Regions from separate parts of the Drosophila melanogaster genome. Here regions 1 and 3 are each linked to region 2. A link is a contact called in public Hi-C data. All regions are on one chromosome and are shown on one strand. Each heading gives the region's core, a stretch centred on a gene start, on an enhancer-like site or on the middle of the called end of the contact. The rest is flanking DNA. Distances are from core to core; before and after follow the strand shown.

Evidence for each region. A called contact is a pair of places that touch in the nucleus more often than the background predicts.
Region 1: a contact with region 2 is called in a Hi-C map of the Kc167 cell line, with 4 times the contacts expected there. The contact joins the promoter of lawc here to the promoter of Nrg in region 2. A contact is called at or near these places in 3 of 107 Hi-C or Micro-C datasets (the D17-c3 cell line, the Kc167 cell line and eye imaginal disc).
Region 3: a Hi-C map of the Kc167 cell line shows a contact between it and region 2, with 3 times the contacts expected there. The contact joins the promoter of CG12123 here to the promoter of Nrg in region 2. A contact is called at or near these places in 9 of 107 Hi-C or Micro-C datasets (the Kc167 cell line, the S2 cell line, eye imaginal disc and 2 more) and 1 of 6 datasets of contacts at active chromatin or transcription factors (the Kc167 cell line).

Annotation. Positions count from the first base shown.
Region 1 is chrX:8,410,165-8,413,874 of dm6, reverse strand. It overlaps lawc (leg arista wing complex), which reads left to right and starts at 2,217. Exons shown (of 4, transcript NM_001258650.2): 1 at 2,217-3,710. Trf2 (TATA box binding protein-related factor 2) reads right to left here. Exons shown (of 10, transcript NM_206654.2): 2 at 3,186-3,598.
Region 2 is chrX:8,515,880-8,519,422 of dm6, reverse strand. Nrg (Neuroglian) reads right to left here and starts at 2,050. Exons shown (of 8, transcript NM_001169234.3): 1 at 2,003-2,050. CG33181 reads right to left here. Exons shown (of 10, transcript NM_001103441.2): 10 at 2,394-3,543. The coding sequence ends at 3,497.
Region 3 is chrX:8,440,289-8,443,846 of dm6, reverse strand. CG12123 reads left to right here and starts at 1,499. Exons shown (of 2, transcript NM_132250.4): 1 at 1,499-2,105; 2 at 2,164-2,600. The coding sequence starts at 1,722. The coding sequence ends at 2,436. CG1440 reads right to left here. Exons shown (of 5, transcript NM_001298089.1): 3 at 3,553-3,558; 4 at 3,366-3,486; 5 at 2,583-3,302. The coding sequence ends at 3,087.

The DNA of each region.
Region 1 (3,710 bases), core at 968-3,467, 110 kb after region 2:
CAATGAAATACAGTGGAATTTCGCAGTTAATGTACATACATGCATGTACACACACATACATACATACATATAAATTAAAGTACTCCGTGGTTTGTTTATAGTTTTTATTTGCAATCTCTGCTGATTTTCCCCCTTATATTCTTTTTTCATGCTCCATTTAAAAAAGAATACATATTTGCATTTATTGCAATCACTGCCAATTATTAACTGCTTATGCTCGTTTTCCAGCAGAAACCAACAAACACAAGCAAAGTGAGCACAACAAGTTCATCTAATGACGTCATGTCGCTTTAATGTAAAAATGTCAGGCACTTGAAACAATTTTGTTTCTGTGCCGACGCTTTTCCGACGACTGCCAGCGAACTGGGTCAATATCTTAATTAATTTTAATGGGCTTAATTTAAAGGCAAAGGAAGCGAGCACTAACAAAGTTACATCAATCATTTGCGTATTTCAATCGGTCGGAAAATGGGGGGAACAAAAGGGGTTAAGCCAATGCTTTTTGTTCTACTTTTGGAAAATGCGACCGCAGAGAAGGAAAAGTCGCACTTACTTTTAATATTACAAACCAAAAGAGTAGCCAGACCAGTAAATAATGAAACAAACATTAACAATTACTAGGATGAGCTTGATTCTTAAAATTCGTAATACAATAACGGCAATCTCTTTGGTTTATAGTGTGTATGTACATGTATGTACATACATATGTAAATGCGTAATGTTTACATATTATGGCAGGTGTTTACTTTTCTTAATGAGGGATAACGGAATCGGAATCTCTGGGTCGCCGCACATTCTACAGATAATTAAATAAAAAGGGCGTGAAACCAAAACAAGGCTTAGAAATACTACAAGCTGATACAGATACACCCAACCAGCACACACACATACACTAGAATTTAGCGATAACAACAAAATGCGGGCAACTTATTTATGCAGAAACAGTGAGAAAGAGCGAGAGGAGGGAGAGCATGAGATGATCAAGCCGGAAGTAAGGTTTTAAGAAAGAAGAGGAGTGTAACAGATTCATTTAACAGTAACAACAACAGCGATCGCTTACAGGTAGGGCATATGAAAGGTAGACAAACGAGAGACAGAAGAGCAAGGGTGGAAGGGAGAACTGCAAACTGCGATTTATTTAGGGATGTCTCTGTGTGCGCGCACTCATATGCACGTGCATTTGCATGTGTATTTGTGCCAGTCTGACCTCGTTGGCAAACTAAAAAAAATAATATTAAAGAGCATGAAAAAGTGTGGAACATGGCAGAGCGAATGAAGGCGGAAAAAAAGCCGCACCTAAAAAATCTATTACATCACTAGGGAAAATTGACACAAGTATTAGACATTTACATACACGCACACACAGAACCGTAAGCGTTTAAAGCGCACAAGTGTGTGCGTGAGTAAGCATGCTGAAAACGGAAGCGAATTGAGCATTGAAAAATACACTCATTTTGACCCCTTAAACATGTGAAATCCAATCAAAAGAGATAAGATAGTGGGGAAACAACATTATATGAACGACCACCAATGAAGGCTAAATACAGAGGTGGTCAAAAATACTTCAATACTGTAAATACTTTTGACCACCTCTGTATTTCAGCTAGTCATTGTATAATAGAATATGTTGAAAATGAGAAATATTCATTGATTTGTCTAAAATGTACGAAAGTGGCAAAAATCACATACATAAGTACTTGTTACTTTGAAAACAATATTTCTCCTATAGTTAACAGCGTATACCTGAAAGAAACCCTACAAAAAATATGATAAAATGCTTAAAAACCCACTCAATTTAACATTTGTGGGGGAAAACTTAAGCTATGCCGCAACAAAACCATAACTTGCGGAAACTACAAGTGCAAAAATGTACAAATATCGAGTAAAAACTGCCTAAAACCCCTCGTAAAATGATAAAATATCCAAACTAAATGAAATTTACGAACGAAGAGCAACATAAAAAATACAATCTAAGCCCATGGGCGACTACAACTACAACTGCTAGAAACTTCTTTTCAAAGGAAAGAAAAATCATTGAAATTATTCCCCGAAAACGAGAGCGAGACGGAGAGCGGCCGGCGACAAAGCGACAAGTGAGCGTGAGGCGAATTCAAGAGCCCAATACTCGCTCACACTCGCTTGGTTAACTTGGCGTGGGGACGTCGACGTCGGCAGCGTAGCGAAGTTTGTTGAAATTTTGAATGTGTGACAACGCGGTTCAGTCTGCCGCCAGCGCGGCCCGAAGCAGTGGTCTGTTACAAAAGTATATTACGATTTGCTGGCGAACACTCATCCACTGACTAACTCTCCCCCTCACCCTTTCGCCTTGTGGCTCTGGCTGCCCTGCCGCTGTTAGCGCTTTCATGTTAACGCACACTGTTAGATGGCGAATTCGATGCGAAAGGATAAAGATTTGCCGCTGGGGCAGCGAAAAAGAGAGAAAAAACACAGTGGGCAAGTGGTGCACTTTCCATAGAAGAGTGTTCCAATGTGCCCATTGTAAACCAACGATACTTTCTTACTATGACTTGTTCCACACAGCTCTGGGCCAAGAAAAGTAACTAGGAGCAAAAGAAGCAGCCCCGCGTGATGTCAGACGTCAGCCCGCCCACAAAACACACTCGAAAGGATTGAAAAATGCAGACATTTTTGTTTGGTTTTTAGCAACTCTCTTTTTTTTTTTTTGTTAATGTTTATTGGTTTCTTTTACGCACCGCTGAAATGTTAATAACAGCCCTCGTTACTGTTAAATGTTCACACTCTCTCTCTCTCATTTATTTCTTTGTGGTTTCAATGAAAGTGAGCTACAAAGCTGCAAATCGAAATTCGTAATGATTTTGAATTGATTGGACTTTTTGGACGAGAATTAGGAAAGGCGTTTGATTCTTAGTGGGGTGAACAAAGAAATATACAACTGAATAAAATATATATGAAATTTATGGAAAACGAGTTATGAAATGAGAGCGAGAGCTAGAGGAAGTGTGCGAGGGAGAGAGAGAGCAAGTTACATTATTTGCTTTGGCATTTCTTGGTACGTACGATTCGTACGATTTTCACTTAAAACTAGACTAGGCGTACAAGATGTGTTAACTATAGATACCACAAAATACAACTAAAACGAAATTCGAAGGGGGTAAAGAAAGAAAAATCAAAAGGTAAAAAGAATGAAATGAAAAAATTATCACCTTTTTTTGTGTAGTAGGTCGTCGTCTAGCTCTCCCTCCCTCTCACGATCTCTTTTGTGGCTGTGTTGCTGTCGCTGCCGCTACTCGCTCTCCCGCCTGCTCTCACTCTATATCGCTGCTGCGCTGTCTCTCTATTTATCTCTCTTTCTATCCCGTTGCCTTGCAGCGGAGCTCTGCTGCCGTCTCGCTTGCACTTGGGCTCCGCTGCTTTGCTTCAGCCGCTGAATTCGCAGTTAAGTTTTCGCTGCTCTCTGTGTCTCTTTCTGCTGCTGCTTTTGTGGTTCTTATGTTTTTGTTTTCGATTCGGATTGTAGAATCTTTTGGATTTTGCACACTTTTGGTTGATATTTCTTTAGGTTTCTCTTTGTTTTTTTTTTTTTTGGCTTGTGATCTTTTTTAGTTAAAACTCTAAACTGAGACAGGGGAGGAAAACAATGAGGGTTCGTCTAAATTTGGAGCAAGCAAGTCACACACAGCCAGGCGCGGCGGCGAATTCGGGCATATCGACTCGAGTTGCGGCGAGAG
Region 2 (3,543 bases), core at 801-3,300:
CTTGTTATCAAAAACTCGTACAATTTTAGCAAATATTTTTTATTTAAATACTTTTAATATGTTGTAAGCATGTGAAGTAATATCTTCATCACTTATTGTATCTTGTATCTTTAGCCGGACATCCCCACACCAAAAGGCCAACAAGGGCATTTATTAACTAGCTAATTTTTAATGCTGCTTCAGTTGACGCAGTTTCAGTTTCTGTTATTTCTTTATTTATTTATTATTATTTTTCTTGATACGTTTTTGGGTCGATTCGGGGCGGAGGCATTGCTGTCGACGGCGTTGCTGGGGCGGAACGAACTGCCATATACATATGCATATATGTACATACATATATATAAACCTATTCACAACGATGACGTCGTCGCGATGACCGCATGGTCAAAAGCAAAAACCACAAAAAATAGCGGAGAGAAGTACAAAATGTATATATTTACCTAACTAAACTCAATTCAGTTTGCAATTGAGAATCATTGAAAAAAATTGAAAATCAGTTGTTTCAGATATTGCTAAATTTAAAGAATTTTAAAGTAAATGAATTAAATGGCTTAGACGAAAATAAAACTGAAAACGCTAAAAGATTGTTTGTTTTTTGTATCTTCTAAATTGTAAATGGAAAACCCGTTATCTCTGTACTTGAGGTATGAAATCGAAAGAATTTAGAGAGAAATCGCTAGGAACGTGGAAAGTACATGTGAAAATGCGAGAAGAGCGCCAAAGTGGCGACGAACGAGGGAGAGGGCAAAAAACGTAAAAAGAGCTCAAAAAGTGATCTCTTGAAGCTGCCCCACCTTACACACACACACACACACACACACCAAAACAAGAACACCGACACACGCACACACACATGCCGTAATTCGCGCTCATTGTCTGCGCTCTTCTTCTTCGTCACCATCTTCGCTAGCTGCTAGAAAACCTGTTTTAGAGCCACCAATAAAAATGAAAAGAAAAAAACAGTGTGTGTGGAGTTAAGATTACGCCCTTGGACGAAAACTTGGTTCAAATCCATAATGCTTACCTTTAAGTCATAGAAGCCAGCAGCAGCAACAACAACTAGATGACGGGATTCTGCCAAAAAGCGCTCAAGAATCCAAAACTCAAAACTCAGGTAAGAGAGAGAGAGGAAGGCGGGAGAGGGCGACGCGCCAAAGCGTGAGAGACGGAGCGAGTGAGAAGGAGCCACTCAATAACTCGCTTACGAAGTTTTGGCTTCGTGGTAAATACATATGTACATACAAAAACAACTAGAATACAACAAAAAAATAGGAAAAATAAAAAAAACACAGAGCTTTAAATGTTGAGGTTTTGAGCGCTCTTGTACAGTTAATGGCGCCCATTGTTGCTGTTGTTGTTGCCTTTGCGTGGCTTTTGGCGTCCTCCGATTTGCTCTCCTTCTCCTTTTTTGTTGTCATCGTGTGCTTCGTACAATATTGCATTGCCATTCATTTTTAATCAATTGCATTAATGAAAACCATCAACTATTTAACTTTTTGGGTGCGGCACAGTGTGCAAAGTAAAAAAACAACAAAAAATGAAGGTGGAAGTAACGCAAGGAGACAAACAATTTTGTTTTGGGTTTTTTTTTCTTCCTTTCGTTTGGCAACCAATTTTTCTTATTTTTTTAAAACAATTCCCAGACAAGCACACCCGCACACTCACACACACGAACGCACACTAAAAAAAAAAAGCGAAGGCAGAGCTAAAACCAATTTATATATTGGCGGAGTAAATAAGACAATTTTCTACGCGGCGTCAGTTCGTTTTTTTTCCTCTTTTTTTTACTATTTTATTTTCAATTCCCGGCGCTCACTAACACTAACACCGACGCATATACACACACACTGGGACAGTTATGTTATACACGCGGAATTTTTAGGAAAAAATAAATAAAGTTAGTGCTTAAACACCCAAATAACGATATATATTCGCTCGGCTGCGAATATGTATCGCGGTGTTTTCGGCGTAGTTTTCAGTAAATACGATTTGGCGGACATACACAACCAGCAGCGCGGATATTTTCTTTTCGAATGCGGAGAGGAACTGCCAGCCTCGCGAACGGTAACAATCGGACGCACGGAATGCGGGGTGGCATCACCGACAAACTGGTTTACGGTTATCGATATTTATCTAAGATATACCAACTATCGATTGATTACCAGGGATGCGATATACTTTTAAATAACCTACGCTCTTATCGATATTTGTAACTCTTTAGAGACTCTTATCGATAGTGTGTTCAATGCTACCCATAACATGAATGATATATCGATTGATGAACTGGGCGCCAAAATATTCAAATTCAAATGGTTTTACGTTTTAATTACAATTCTGAGCAACGCTAAACAGAAACATAATTAATTATAAAGATATTGAAACTATTTGGATTTCTTTCGTTTATTCCAACATATTTATTTAATTGGTATTATTGTTTCAAGTATTACACAATATTGATGCCTTTTCTCTTACGTTTTCAATTAATTTATTATTATTATTATTATTATTGTTATAACTAAATATCGATCACATTTCCTTTCAGAACGTCTCTCATTCTCATCATTTTAATCCCTGTTCACTTTTTGATGCGGAGCAGAACGCACAAACTCCTGCATACACACTTCCTTTCCATCGTCCTAACTAATTTGCAATCATATATATCGCAATTCGCGGTTTAATTATTGCTTCTCCTATTTCTTTTTATCGCTCGCGCTCTGCGGGGGGGAAATGGAAAGGGGGATGGAAGGGGACAATGAGAAAAGTAATATTAAAAAAAAAAACAAAATCGAAAGCGAGACTTGCAAAAATCAAATCTGCGCTAATACTACATAATTGGTTAAGTGTAAATTAAGGATTTAAGTAGGCTCTATTTACGTCTACGTTTTGCAATTATTATTTGGCTGTTTAAGGTAATCAAGAGCGAAAGAATCAAGAACCAAAGTGGGAGAAAACAATTTGCGTGGCGTAAATGTTCTTTTAGTAATTCTTCGTCGTCTTTTTCTCCCTATACAATGTATATACTTTTCTTTAAATGTGTATAATATTGTCCTAAAAGCCTTAAAAAATATGACGCAGCGGCCTGCAATTCTACATATGCCTATATATAGCCTGTATATATACCATAATCGCACATAATTTCTCGGTAGAGCAAAAGGAACACAAGCAAAAGCCATGTGAAGAAGGACACAATGTAAAATGATATCATATCTCTTAATATCTCTCGCCTCGAGCATTCGACATGCATCATTAAAAGTTAGTTCGTTTTATAGCGGTTTCCGTTTCCGTTTCCGTTTGGTGTTGGGAGGTTTTTTTTTTTTGTCTTGGATTTAAGATTTTTGGGTGGCTGGAGGAGGCTGGCTATACGTACAATTTCTATGTTTTCTGTATATTTGTTTTAGGTACATAACAGTTCTTTATATTGTATGGTGTGTGTGTATGTGTGGCTGCCTTGTTTATCGTTCTACGTTACTCCGTACTCCCTATTTCGTTAGCTACATTAGTTAGGTGCGTTTAGTGTCTCCATTCCGGATCCGTACTGCATGC
Region 3 (3,558 bases), core at 250-2,749, 75 kb after region 2:
TAAATTTAATGACACTTTTGTTGGTGCAAATTATATTTTGATGGCTTGTGACCAATTAATATTACACAATGCGTATAAGGAATTGTGTGGGGATTTATGTGCATACATATATGTAAGGGCCTCTTCGATTCAACGGAAATTGGGCGCATAATTCACAAAAATGTCGTGCCATAAAGATCGTGCGTTGAAAGAGCAAGAAGAAGAGGAGGATATAGACGAAGGAGCCCGATGCAGAGGATATAGTCGGACGCACTTACCAAAATTAATGCCATCGATGACAACATAGCCAGCAACAATAAAAGCCAAGCGAACAAAAATAGCCACAGAAACGAAGGGAAAATGTGAAATGAAATGAAATGAAATGGTTTGGTATGGGTATGGTGTGGTAGGGAAAAAGGGAAAATCATGAATGGAAATGATGGTTTTTTTTTTTGGGAGAACGTGTGGGGACAATGCTGCCGCTGGCTGCACAATTATTGCCAACTGCTAACAGATTTGTGTTGGCACTGAGCAATCGAGGGGCGAAACATTTGTTTGATAATGATAATGGCCATGTTGAAGGCTCACCAAAGATGCAACGGAGTGCAACTCCGGCGAAATTGAGTCATTTTCACGCGGAATTATTGACACATGCAGCGGCATGCGGCGGGCTTGAAATTGAATAATTTTCGAAATTAAATGGCGATTGCAAGTGCCATAACCATTTGAATGACGCGCCTAAATGGCTTCCACTGCAAGTGGACTGCATTCATCGATAGGTGTGGAACGTAATTTCAATTTAAAATTTGATAAATAGAAGCTTTTACTAACTAAACTGCTTTTGTGGTTTTGCTAACAATTCGAGAAGATGATTTTACGTATTTTGTTCATTAAATGGGAAATAATAGTCCAAAAATTAATTCTCATACCACGTTAAACTTGTTTTTTTATTCCACATCGATTTGGGAATTTTATTTCTAAATAAAAAAAAAAAGTGATACAGTTCGTTAGCATTGGTAATTAGCTGTACATAGCAGTTATTTTCTTAGCTATATTATCATTTTTAGGGAAGTAATTATGAAAACACCCAACGATACAAAAAAAACTATATTTTGCCAAAATGAGTTTTTTTTTGATTTTCTGTCCGTTTTTTCCGCCTAGCTTAACAAATAATGGATAGAACACAGAATGGCATACCTCGCTGGATTCGTTACAAAATTTGCCATCGAATGGCATTCAAGCCTAAAAATGTTCGATTTTTGAAATTTTTCGAAAATTTTAATGATACAAAAAATGAGAAAAATTTTCAAAAAATTTAAATTGCCTAAAACCGCGAAAATGTAATATGGCTCGTTACATTGGCTTATACGCGGCACAAAACAGTAATTATTTTAGCTGTGCGTATATTTTTTGCCAAATTATGACGAAAAACCCCTATTTTTCGATAACCAAATTGGCGCCAAAAAGCTTTCGAGCTGCCAGTGCTGCCACATCCGCTTGGATTGCGGCTTTTCTTGGCGCTTATGCGGTGGCCACACTTTTGTTATTAACATTTCTGTTCAACAAAAACATTAATAAACATTAGTAAAAGTGCAATTGTTAGTGCAATAAAGACAGTTCATATACAGAAACGTAGTCGAGAGCAGCTGGTGACCTCCACCGGTGACATAGTAGCCTGTGCAATTTAACTAATAAGATTAGGATTTACTTAGTATCTTTTTTTTTTAAATTTAACGCTTCCGATGTCGGATTCGCTGATCATTTGCGTTTCCGACTACTGGCGGCGATGTCATTACCACAATCGTCAAAATCGTGAAGCCGGCGACGCCTGGCCAGAAGCCAAACCGCTGCGGAGGCTGTGCATCGATGTGGACGCCATCAATGGTAATTACTATCTTCGCGAGTTCCTGCACCAGCACGTGCTTGCCCAGAGCCTTATGCACAATCATGGTGTCCAGCTGGTCTGGCTGCAATTCGAGGAACCGGAGAAGCACACCATTGACTACAAATTCGCCGACATGCTGGCACACACGCTGTGGGAGCGCATCGAGGTGGAGCACCTCATGTCCTGGCTGTCCACACTGGGCGGCGGATTCTCCGCCCTTGGCGAGCAGTTCGAGCGATGTGTAAGTAATCCATCCATCCTTCCTACATGGTTTATCCCACCCATTAACCCACTTTCAGGCGAAAACGGCTGGCAAGATTTCGCTGCAGCAGTTAAAGATTGGCATGCGACTCGGTGATCCCTTCCTGCAGACGCGCTGCAAGCTCTACTACAGCATTTCGCTAATCCAGCGTGGTCAACTACGGATGGCGAAGCATTTGATCCGACAGCAGTATAAGTTTGCGAGTAGAAACATCGAGAAGGATGTGCGCCTGATGCGGATGTGTCTGGGCATTTGGCGGCGACTTAGCTACGAGTACGAGCAGCGAAGACTGCGGAAAGGTGGCAACTAAGTTGGACTTGGAACCGCAGATTATTTCGATCAAAAAACTAAAAATTGTAAATTGCATTAGGTGGTCACGATTCGAGCGTCGATCGTGTTTTTTTTCCTCTTTTGTTAAGCAAAAGTCAAATATAGTTTTCAATTTATTTATTTAATATGTAATTGTATATACGTAAAAAATGCATTTACATTATTCATTTATTTCTCGTTCGTATTTGTATATATATATATATTTTCAACTGCCCGCTACTAAAAATCAAACGTAATCCATGGAAGGGAGAACTGAGATATTTCTTTTACCTAAGCGCTAAACAAAAAATTATTGTTGTACAGAAATTGACAAAGACTTGTGGGACGACTTGGACGCGGATATATTGCTTGTGCATGTGCACATCCTCCTTGAGGATCGGGGGGGATGGATCTCGAAAACGAACAAAATAATGTACAAAAAAACTGAAAGCCGGTAACTCGAACTCATTTGGATGCTGCTCGAAGATTGCTGCTCGTAAAGCTTTATATATATTGTATTTTAATATATGTTTTTTTATATGTGTGTGTGTGTGTTGGGTGTGTGTTGGGTGTGTGTGTGTGTGTTGGGTGTGTGTGTGTGTGTTGGGTGTGTGTTAGGTGTGTTGGGTGTGTCTTGATGGCAACCTGGACCTACTGTGCTAGCGTACCCATGGGATCCCAGGCAGGCAGTACGATCGGATCCATGTCGAACACGCGCAACACATCCTCGGGCACGTACTTCTTGTCGACGACCACCTCGAATCCAAACTCCCTAAACCAATCGGCGTTCATCACCAGATAGCCCTTCTCGCCGCGATCCTCACCCCACGAGTTCTCCACACGCAATTTCTGGGCCACGCCGCTCTTCTGCAATTCAAATTGTTTCAAATGGTTAACAAACGTATAGCAGGCTGAATTAGTGCTACTCACATCCACGGATACGGCGGTGAAAACCATGGCATGGGTCATGGCCGATTCACCGTAGATCAGGCGGTCTGCCTTGGAGAATGTCGTTTGTATGTCAATGTCGAAGACCAGCTTAAAATCGTGGCTACATGGATAATCATCAGTTGAATAAAGCTAGCATAAGCAAATAACACGAGTCTAAGACACTCACACATCC